2 separate regions of the Ovis canadensis genome follow, and region 2 is linked to region 1. A link is a contact called in public Hi-C data. All regions are on one chromosome and are shown on one strand. The core of a region is the stretch at or near the end of the contact, and the rest is flanking DNA. Distances in the headings are between cores, read along the strand shown. Region 1 has its middle 58 kb from the start of COMTD1. Region 2 holds the start of ZNF503 (zinc finger protein 503).

Region 1 (4,731 bases), core at 2,188-4,687:
TTACCATCCTGTCCCCCACTTACAGGGTCAGGCCTTGTGATAGCTTCTGGGCTTTTGACTTGAGGCTTCTCAAGAGTAGGCTGAACCCACCAAGTCTGGAGCAGGGCAGTGATGAGGGGAACGGGGGTCCCCAGCAAAGTCAGGTCTCAAGGTCCCTCCCTGGTCCTGCTGCTCTCTGTGGTGATGTCATCATCTGTACCCAGCTTCTCCTCTTAGCAGGGGTATGGCTGCCAAAGCTGTGGCCTCCCATCAGTGCCCTTGGAGGATGAAGGCTATCTGAATGTGGTCTAGTTAAAAATTCCTCCGAAGGATCCTGTTGTCCAGGCTCGGGACCTGGACTCAACTCTGGAGCCATCACCGTGCTGAGCAGATGGGATTCTAGGATGGGCCAGGCATTGGCCCCCTGCCCACTCTTGTTCATGGTCGGACAGATGTGTTGTCCAGAACAAAGCAGAAGCTATGCTAGTATAGAGGCATGCTTGTCCGGCAGGTGGACATGGACTGCCCAACATTCCACAGCGTTAGGGCAGAGCCATTCCTGATGGGCTCAGAAGTGCAAGTTGCTTGAGCCTGGCCTGAAAATGAGCTGTCTGCCTGGCATGAGGGCTGAGGTCAGAGGGAGGACTTTGGGGGAGGAAAAAATCAGAAAAGACTCACTGCAGCCCCTCCTTGTTCTTGGCCTCAACAGATTCTTATTCATGGATGAATATGTTAAAAAAAAAAAAAGAATAGGAGCATTTATTGATTTTAGGTGAATCCTTTTGAACTGACACATGCCCTGAACACCTGAAAATACTGGGTTGCAAATGACAAAAACATATCTAAACCTAGTAAAAGCAAGAAAGGGAATGTGCTGACTTACCTGCTGTGAAGGTCCGTGGTAGAGAGGGCTTCAGGCTTAACTAGACCAGGGACCTGAAGAAGTCATCAGACTTGTCTTTTTGGGCCCTACTGCTTTGATTCGCTCCTGCAGTCAGCTGGTTTCCTCTTCCAGGCAGTGGCAGCCTAGTGCTGGCAGCTCTGGGGTCCTAGGCTCACTATTTTCAATCCAAAGGAATGGAGAACATCTCTCTTTCAGAATCTACATATGAAGACCCAGGGAAGGACTCTGATTGGCCTGACATAGGCCTCATGCCTATCCCTGGGCCAATCTTTTTAGGCAGAACGATAGGATAGAATGACTGGCCAGGCCTGGATCACATGTCTTTCCCAGAGGTCAGGTATCTCGCAGGTATCCAAGGGCAGGAAGCAGTGCAACCAGGACTCATGGGCCAGGAATGGGCCAGTCAAAAATTAAAGCTATGCCATCTTCTGGATCTACCTGGGATTTCTCATCTGCTTCTTTTTGCCCATCTCCTAATTCTCCTACTTCACTTTGAAGATCAGCATTTCCCCCTACTTCTCCAGCATGTTCATGGCTCATCATGGTTGCTCCAGCCCCAAACACTACCTGAATTCATATTTTCAAGGAAAAGAGAATCTGATTGGTTGTAGGGATAAGCATTCACTACTGGAATGATCATCTGTGGCAGATGGTAGGCTTATATGGTGCAGACATGCCTGCAAGGTCTTCCTCTTGAGCAGACCTAGTTGTAGCAGTACTTTAGAGTAGGGCGCTATGGGTGAGTAGGCACTTAAGAACAAGACCTCATCCTGGTCCCAGGTGACCCAGAGAAGAGCAGAGCATGACACCACCATTCTAGCCCTCAAGTAGCTTCAAGCCTAGTTGAGCAGATAAGATGCTCATCTGAGCCAGGGGTTATAGGAAGTCGAGGAGGGCAAGGTCACTGTATGCCAGGTAAGCAGAACAAGCAGAAATGTGGTGGGAACAGAGCTGGCCTTTCCAGGTGGGCAGAGAAGAAAGGACAAACTTCTCTAGAGTGTGGAGCAGACGTTTCCCCAACAGATGCTCTCTTCTTCACACCTGAACTGACTCCCTTGCCTTAATATGCAAATGTATTTGAATTGTTATAGGCCTTCTTGCCTCCACCCCCAAGTCCCTGCCAGACTCCTCATAACACCCTTGGTCCCTGGCTGACTATGAAGTGACCCATCCCCTTTGTTGCTCACTGTCTCTGGATACATGTGTGGAGGTTGTAGGGAGTTTTTCATGACTTTTTGGAAGATCAAGAATGTCTTCTCTCCCCAAAAACCAAAATGAAAACAGAAAAGCCCTCCAAGAATAAAAGGAAAATAACTGTACCTGGAGAAGGTAAAGAGCCCTGCAGCAGAGATTTCTCCCATGTTTGGATGAAGAAGTAGAGGTCTGGGAAAATTTGAGCCTTGTCCAGGTTCTCATGGTGGGACTGGGAACCTGGCTTCTCATCATGGGCCCCTGCTGGCCAGTGGTGAGTGGGCCTGGCAGGAGTAATCTGCGTATGTGGGCTGAGGTGATGCCCCGCCTTCGCACAGAGAGAGTAGAGGCTTGGCCCAGGAAATGTGACCCAAACCAAGTTCTGTTGGGAATCCTGGAGGGTCCAGAGAGTGGCTGAGAGGTTGGGCAGCTCGGTCAGGGGGCACGGTGAAGGTCCATCCAATATGCTTTATCTGGGTAGATTTCATTTCCTGTCAGAGAAAAAGGAAGGGATCTTTGTGTTTCTCTGCTGGTTTTTTTTTTTTTTTTTTTACTTTTCAGACAAATCAGAAATCAGATCCTGTCAGATAGGCCCAGTTGAAAGGAAGGAGGCAGAGGCCAGCACAAAGAGGTTTCCTGGCCAAAATCACACAGGAAGAACCCAGAGAGACCCTCCCCCTGCAAAGGAGGATGTGAGGCTTCATGTGGGCCTCACACCTCACTTTCTCCGAGGATCTTGCTTTAGACTTTTAATATTTCCAAATGAGGTTTTATTTATAGTGATTATTTTGTTATTTGTATGTGGCTAAAAGCCACGGATTGGAAATATAAACTTGAAGATCTCATACTTCTCACCACGATGTAACATCTCTGCCTGCTTTCAGGCAGGGGCGACCTAACCAAATGGAAGTAACTCAAACCTCACTTGACCTCTGAGAGGCCCAGAAGGCAGTCACCCGAGGGCAGAGGACTGTGAGGAAAAGGAGAGGGAGGGTAGAGAGGCTCCGAGAGAGAGTCTGGAAAAGAGGGGTGGGGGAGCCAGGAAGGAAAGAAAGAGGAAAACCGGAGGGAGAAGAAGGGAGAGGGCCAGGGCGAGCGGGGGAGAGGGCAAGGTGACCGCGGGTATCAGTGAGGGGCCAATTGTCAAGGTTCTATCTGCGCGATGATTGATGGGAGCCTGGGTTTTTCTGTCAGCCTGTCACGGCGCAGGAATGTTTAATGTTCTCATTATTGGTTACGCTGTTGTGTATATTTCTCTGTCAGCACCGCGGACCCAGCTGAACTGGCAGAGCACTTCAAAGGCCTGCGGGTCATTCATCATCCCCATGACGCTCCGGCAAATGCTCAGCTTCAGCTCCGCGCCAGGGATTTGTTATGACTTGCGAGCAGGCTGACAGACAGGGCCGCGGCGGCCGTGGGAGGGGACGCAGGAGGGAGGCAGCCGCGCAGCCCTTTTTGTCACTCTGGGTCCGTGGCAGCGCCCAGCGCCGGGCTCCGCGGCTCCCGGGGCGATGGGTGCAGACCCGCACATCTCCCCTCTCCCCACGCGGTCACCGGGAGGGGGCCGAGGAGCACCCCACCGAGGGGCCCCGGCCCCCGCCCCTCGCCTCCCACTCTCCCGTCGAGTCCAGCCGGCGGCGCCCTCTCCCTTCTGTCCACCCTTCTCCTCTCCGCTGGCTGTGGGTCTCCAAAAGTTGTGCTGAAAACCCAGAGGTTGGGGGAAAAAAGGGAAACTTGCAACCGTCCGGGGGCCCGGGGAGTGGCGGGTGGGGAGGGGTGAGGGGAGAGCTGAATATCGGAGCTTTGTTTCCTTTCCCAGGCCGTGACATGATTAATCGTTTTCTTCTGATCTAATTTTGGAACATGAAAAACAGCACATTTGTCTTGAAGAAAAATGATGTGCCGAACTGCGCAGATGGAAATTTCGAGCAATGAGAAAGATTAAAGTGAAACCCCACTCCTTAGACCTAATCATGAGTTGTAGATTATTCTGTCGGCCCAGCCAGATGGTAGCTCTGATTCCACAGCCCCTTCTTATATTAATGAATACTAGACTGTTATATTTGACTTAGGTAAGTGAAATGTCTATCAGAGCTAATGGACTGCCAGCCAGCATAACACATGTTGTACCGCTAAGGGTCCTTGCTGCATTTTTCATGTTTTATACTAATGTAGAACATTTTGTTTCCTACTGTTTTTCATCATTGTCACTGTTTGCTAAATATTTTCACATGGAAGTGGGGAGAGGGAGACAAAGTCAGGAGGAAAAAGAACCCCCCTCCAAACTTGTGTCCAAAGCTAATTTCCTCCCGTTGGGCTTGGCTATAACTCTACAAGTAAAACAGTCACCCGGAGCAATGCGTACAGGAACTCAATAGTAACGTGATTAAGTTCCTAGTCAACAAGACTACACTCGACTGTATGTTAACAAACCTAATTATAGCCCCGTGGTGATAAATTGGGCCTGGGCCCTTGCTGCACATCTCTGAGGTCATGTCTCCAAGAGCAGCTTGACCCTCTTGTCCCAGGGGAGGGGACTGTCCCAGAGAGGAGTCCCAGGCTCAGCTTGGGAGAGGAGCTGTTCCCCTCTAACCCCTTGGTCCAGCCCCTGAGGAAGGTGGGCAGACGCCAGGAAGCACTGCAGAGCAGGAGGTCAG
Region 2 (4,568 bases), core at 352-2,851, 82 kb after region 1:
CGAGCTGCAGGGTCAGACGGGCGGGGGGGGGGGGCGCACAAAGAAAGAAGGGGAAACCCTTTAGAATCCTGCCTTCTAGGTTTCGAGCGCACCTCAGCCACGACCGTAAAGATCCTTCCAGCCCCGAGGCGCAAATCTAGGAGACATCCCTTCTACACACACATTTTCTTTCTTGAGAAAGGCCACAGCACCCCCACCCCACCCCCAGCCCCGCCACCAGGATCTTTCCTGTCCTCTCTAAGCGATAACTGGATTAAAAAAAAAAAAAAACAAAACTCGAAAAATGTTTTGGTTTCTGACTCTTTGACCCAGAACTGTACTCCCCACCCCCACCTCTAATACTTCAGAGTAAGGGCTCGGGTCGTTGGCGCCTTAGAGGCTGTGTACAAATACCAGCTTCTGGGAAACCGGAGGACCGGGACTTTGGAACCGTATTTTGGACTCCCGTCTGTCTTCTGGCCTGAGAGTGAGGGGGCCTGGGTCGAGGTAGGGGCTTTAACACCAATGGAAGAAACAAGTTTTGATTGCCTTGGCTCCTAGCATTCACACCCCATTCTACCTCCTCCCCTCTTTCCGCCCTAGTTTTAAGGTGCGGGAGCACGATCCTCTCCCCTCATCCCGGAGCTGAATCACTCCGATCCCCCCACCTTCACCCCCTGCAGATCACAAGAGAAAGAAATCCCGTGGAGGGGCAGCCAGAGTGGTGGTCCCAGCGCGATCCGGGGATAGGGTCCTTACCTCTATGGGGCTGACGGGAGTGGAAGGCAGGGGCTGCAGGTACTCAGGATGCAAAATGTGGCCAGTCCGTGCCGTCAGCATCTTCAGCACCTTGATGGGCAGGCGGTTAGCCTGGCGGAGGGGGTCAGAGGGGGGCACAGCGTGCACAAAAGGCTTGGTGCTGCCGGCCGGGGACGAGCCTGGGCCGGGGCCGGAGCTATTTCCAGAGAGCGCGCTGGTCCAGGCAGGGTCCGCACCGCCGCCGCCGCCGCCGCCGCCGCCGCCGCCGCCGCCGCTGTGCTTACTGCTTCTTAAGGCAGAAAGCGAGGGCGCTGTGCTCATGACCCACCCGCGCGCATGGGAGCAGCGGGGGGAGGGCTCCAGGAGGCGCGGGGCGGGCTCCGGGCTGCGCTCTCGCCCGGGGAGCAGGAGCAGCAGGAGGAGGTGGAGCTGACGCGGCGGTCACAGGCGCCCAGCGCGCCTTCTTGGCGCCTGGAGCCACACGCGAATAATCCTGGGTGGCCCGCAGCGGAGCCGCGGCCGAGCGGGAGGAGCCGGCCCGACTGCGGGAGTGCCGGGTGGCTAGCCGTGTCGGCCTTGGGCTGTGCCCCTGCGCTGCGCACTCGCGGCCCGGCGCTGGCGCTGCTCTCCGCGATGTGAGCCGCTGCCTGTCCAGCCGGGGCTCTGGCGAGGAAACTCACTTCAAAAGCAGCTGCACCGAGGGGGAGATTAAAGCCTTTGCCGCCTTCCAATCAAATGGGAGCCCGAGGTGATTGGAGGGTCAAGGGGATGTGACGCGTCCCGCGCCGCCGCCGCCGCCGCCGCCAGGACTCTCAGCGCTGGTTTTAATGGGCAGCTCCCTCTTTGCCGCTCCCCCTGCGTGTCCCCTCCCTAGATTTCGCTCGGAGGACGAGCTGGACATTTATTCTACGTTTGCTATCTGCCGCCTCCCTCTCTTTTCTTCCTCGTCGTCCTTTTCCCCAGCTGGAGAATAAACTGAAACCTTCTTTTGCAGGAGGGTGCTTGCAAGGAACAGTTTGAGCGTGTTCAGAAGGAGCACTAGCAGGAGTCTGGACAACGGCCGGACTGTCAACTCCAGGGCCGCCACGGAGGTCCACACCCCCAAGTATTCTCTCCCCCGCCTCAGTAATTGAAATCTCCTGCGGTGCAGCCGCCTGGGTAAGGAAAGGTGGGGAGCGGGTGTTGGAGGAAGTCCGCCCGCCCGCTTTGATTTCCCGGGATTCGGCGGCAGAGAAACCAGAAGCTAGGTGGGCAGCGGAGGCGGAGGAGGCAAGTCTCGGCTCTAAGCTAGGTTCCCCGCCCTTCCCGGCCACGTGACGCCCGGAGATGCGCAGATTGGGGCAGGAGGGGGGTCACATGTTTCCTCTGTTTCACACTCAGCACCCCCCCGCAATTCTTACTCTCCTTTGCCACCCTCTCTTCTACCCGCGCCCCCGCCTCCCGAGTTCTCTGGGCATCTCCACCCCTCCATCAATTGTCAATGTTCCTCGACCGCAATCAATCAGTTATTTGTCAGCTCTTGTCAATCCGCCGGTGATTTATGTCAGCTTTTGTTGCTGATTACAAGGCGGGTGCGACTTGAAGGGAAAAAGGGAGAGGGAGAGAGAGACGCAGAGGAAGGAAGAGACTGAGGGGGAACTGAAGGAGGGGGAAGGAGGAGCAGCCTCCTGGGATGAGAGGCGGGGGCTCTAAGAAAAAGAATGAAAGAAGAGAAAGAGGCGCTCGGTGTCAGGAAAATGAATAGTGAGAGTAAAGTGCGCAGGTGCGCCAAGGGCGCTGAGAAGGGTGCGCTGGCCTGGGGTGTGCGCCTCGCTCCTCTAGGTACTGGAGAGAGAGATAACACCCTTCCACCTCTGGGGATTCCGTTCCTTTGGGGCCACGCGCAGAGTTCCGAGCGCTCTCGGTATCCGAGACAGGCAGTGGCGACGTCCAACACGGGAGATTTTTTACCCCCCAAGCCATGGTACTTCCTTCGGGGTACGTTGAGTGCAGTCGTCAGGCTGCCAGCTGGCCCCCTCTACCCCCTCCCTAGTGCCCTGACTCCAAACTCGGAAGCTTCTTTCTAAGAGCCACATTACCAACGTAGCCTTGAGTTCTGGAGGTCAGTGGTGGGGTACCCCCCCCCCTCAGTTCTTTGACACCCGTCCCCCATCGTGGCTAGGGCTGAGAGGTTGCGAAGAAGAGGCCTGACGTGTGTGTTTGGGGCAGATAGGTTCCAGGCTCACTCAGGCCCCCTCTTCCAGCCCTCCCTCAACCCCTGCCATCCCCGCAGTCTTGGTAGCCAGGGTTACTCTGGGCTGCTCGCTCGAATTTATTGGAACGCCGAGCCGGGACTGACCAGCGCGGGGAGAGCAGAGGGAAGAAGCAAGAGAGAGAGGGTGGGTGCGGTGGGGTGGGGTGGGGTGGGGGCGGCTGCCTGTGGGAACAACTGGCTCTTCCAGGGAAGCGGAGCGGGACCGCCGCGTTCCCCTCGATTTGCACCGTCATTCGGACTGTTGGGAAGGCAGAGGGGAGGCGCTCTGCGTGCCTCCGCGTACCTGGATCTGAGTGCAGAAGTGTGTATGAATGCCTGTGCATCTGTGTGAGTTGTCAGGGCTTTGGTAGCGTCCGGAGCGAATTCGAGGGGTGGGTGACCTCCAAAAGCTCGCAGAAACTGGAAGGGGGCGAGAGAAGGGTACATCCCTTTCCTCGGAAGGACTTGGAAGACTTTGACTCTCCCCTCCCCCTCGCCCTTTTCCACCCCGGCTCTTCTTTTGTTGTCAAGTCCTTTTGATAAATGGTGGGGCTGGGAGCGCTGGGGAGCCGGGAGCCAGTCTGTACCCGCGCGGGGGGGCAGGGGCGGGGGCCGGGCCTTGAGACCCGGTTTCCACCCTTGCTCACCCGGCCGGTGCCCCGTCGGCGCCGAAGTCGGGTCTGGGACCTGCCTTCGGCGTGCTCGCGGTTTCCACTCTCACCACCCCATTCCTCCCTCCCTCATTTTTGTCTCTGTCTCCCACTCCGCACAGGTACCGAGAACTTTCTAGGGGTGAGTTTTAGAATTTCTCGTAGGCATTCTTTTTATGCGTTTTAATGTTATCCCTTGATTCTTTAGCTTGGTAAACTTCATGAGATGGTAACTTGACTAAAGATACTTTGGAGAAGCGGGGAGTGAGGCGGTGTGTATACGAGGAGTTTGTCGGTGTATGTGTGCGTGAGTGTAGGTGTAAGAACACACCTCCGTTCAAGGGGCTTTGGAGGGTCTGCCGGTGCGACAGCGGAGGAAGGTGAGTCCATGAGACTGTGGCGCGGCCACACGCGAAGTTGTGAAGGCTGTCTGAAATCACCTTTGGGGAGCGAGTCCCAGGTGCCGGTTTCTGACAACGGGACGGTTCTGTCTCTGCAGAGCAGAGCTTCTGAGGCTGCCCGCATCCTGCTGCTCCGTTAGTGTCTGAGTCACTGAGTTAGTGGTTGTCGAAGTGTCGCCCAGATCAACTGTAGATCTCCGAGCCCCGCGAACCCAGCCATAGGCCCCGCGTCGCCGCAGCCTCCCGGCGAGGCCCGGATACAGAATGCTGGGGGCGGCGTCCAGAGATGGAGGTGAGGTGACCGCTGGGGACCTCCCTTGCCCCCTCCCCCCAGCCCTCCAGCCCACCGTCTCCAGACTCAGTCCTTTCCCTCTCCTGGAATTCCAGCAGCTTTCTTTTTACCCCTGGCAGCTGGGAGAACCAGAGAGTGGCCCCTTGTGTCCCTTGGAATAGGCGTGCCACGGTGTGGTCGCACATGCTCTCAGGCCTGCGCGATGCAGCGCGCGCGCGCGGGTCTTGGTCTTCGCGCATTCGCTCTTCGAAAAA

The links. Hi-C and Micro-C count contacts between places; a contact is called where the count stands out from the background.
Region 2: a Hi-C map of lung shows a contact between it and region 1, with 3 times the contacts expected there. The contact joins the promoter of ZNF503 here to the enhancer-like site in region 1. A contact is called at or near these places in 2 of 2 Hi-C or Micro-C datasets (fibroblasts and lung).

The regions. Positions count from the first base shown.
Region 1 is chr25:48,620,709-48,625,439 of ARS-UI_OviCan_v2, forward strand. No RefSeq gene overlaps it. Among named protein-coding and RNA genes, the nearest start is that of COMTD1, 58 kb to the left of the region's middle. Within about 2 kb of position 3,438, the one cell type or tissue checked has open chromatin away from gene starts, as enhancers often do. A contact at or near this core is called in fibroblasts, where this site is marked.
Region 2 is chr25:48,705,002-48,709,569 of ARS-UI_OviCan_v2, forward strand. It overlaps ZNF503 (zinc finger protein 503), which reads right to left and starts at 1,602. Exons shown (of 2, transcript XM_069572197.1): 1 at 739-1,602; 2 at 1-4. The coding sequence starts at 1,059. It overlaps LOC138430189 (a long non-coding RNA gene), which reads left to right and starts at 1,114. Exons shown (of 5, transcript XR_011253042.1): 1 at 1,114-1,486; 2 at 1,733-1,896; 3 at 4,121-4,314.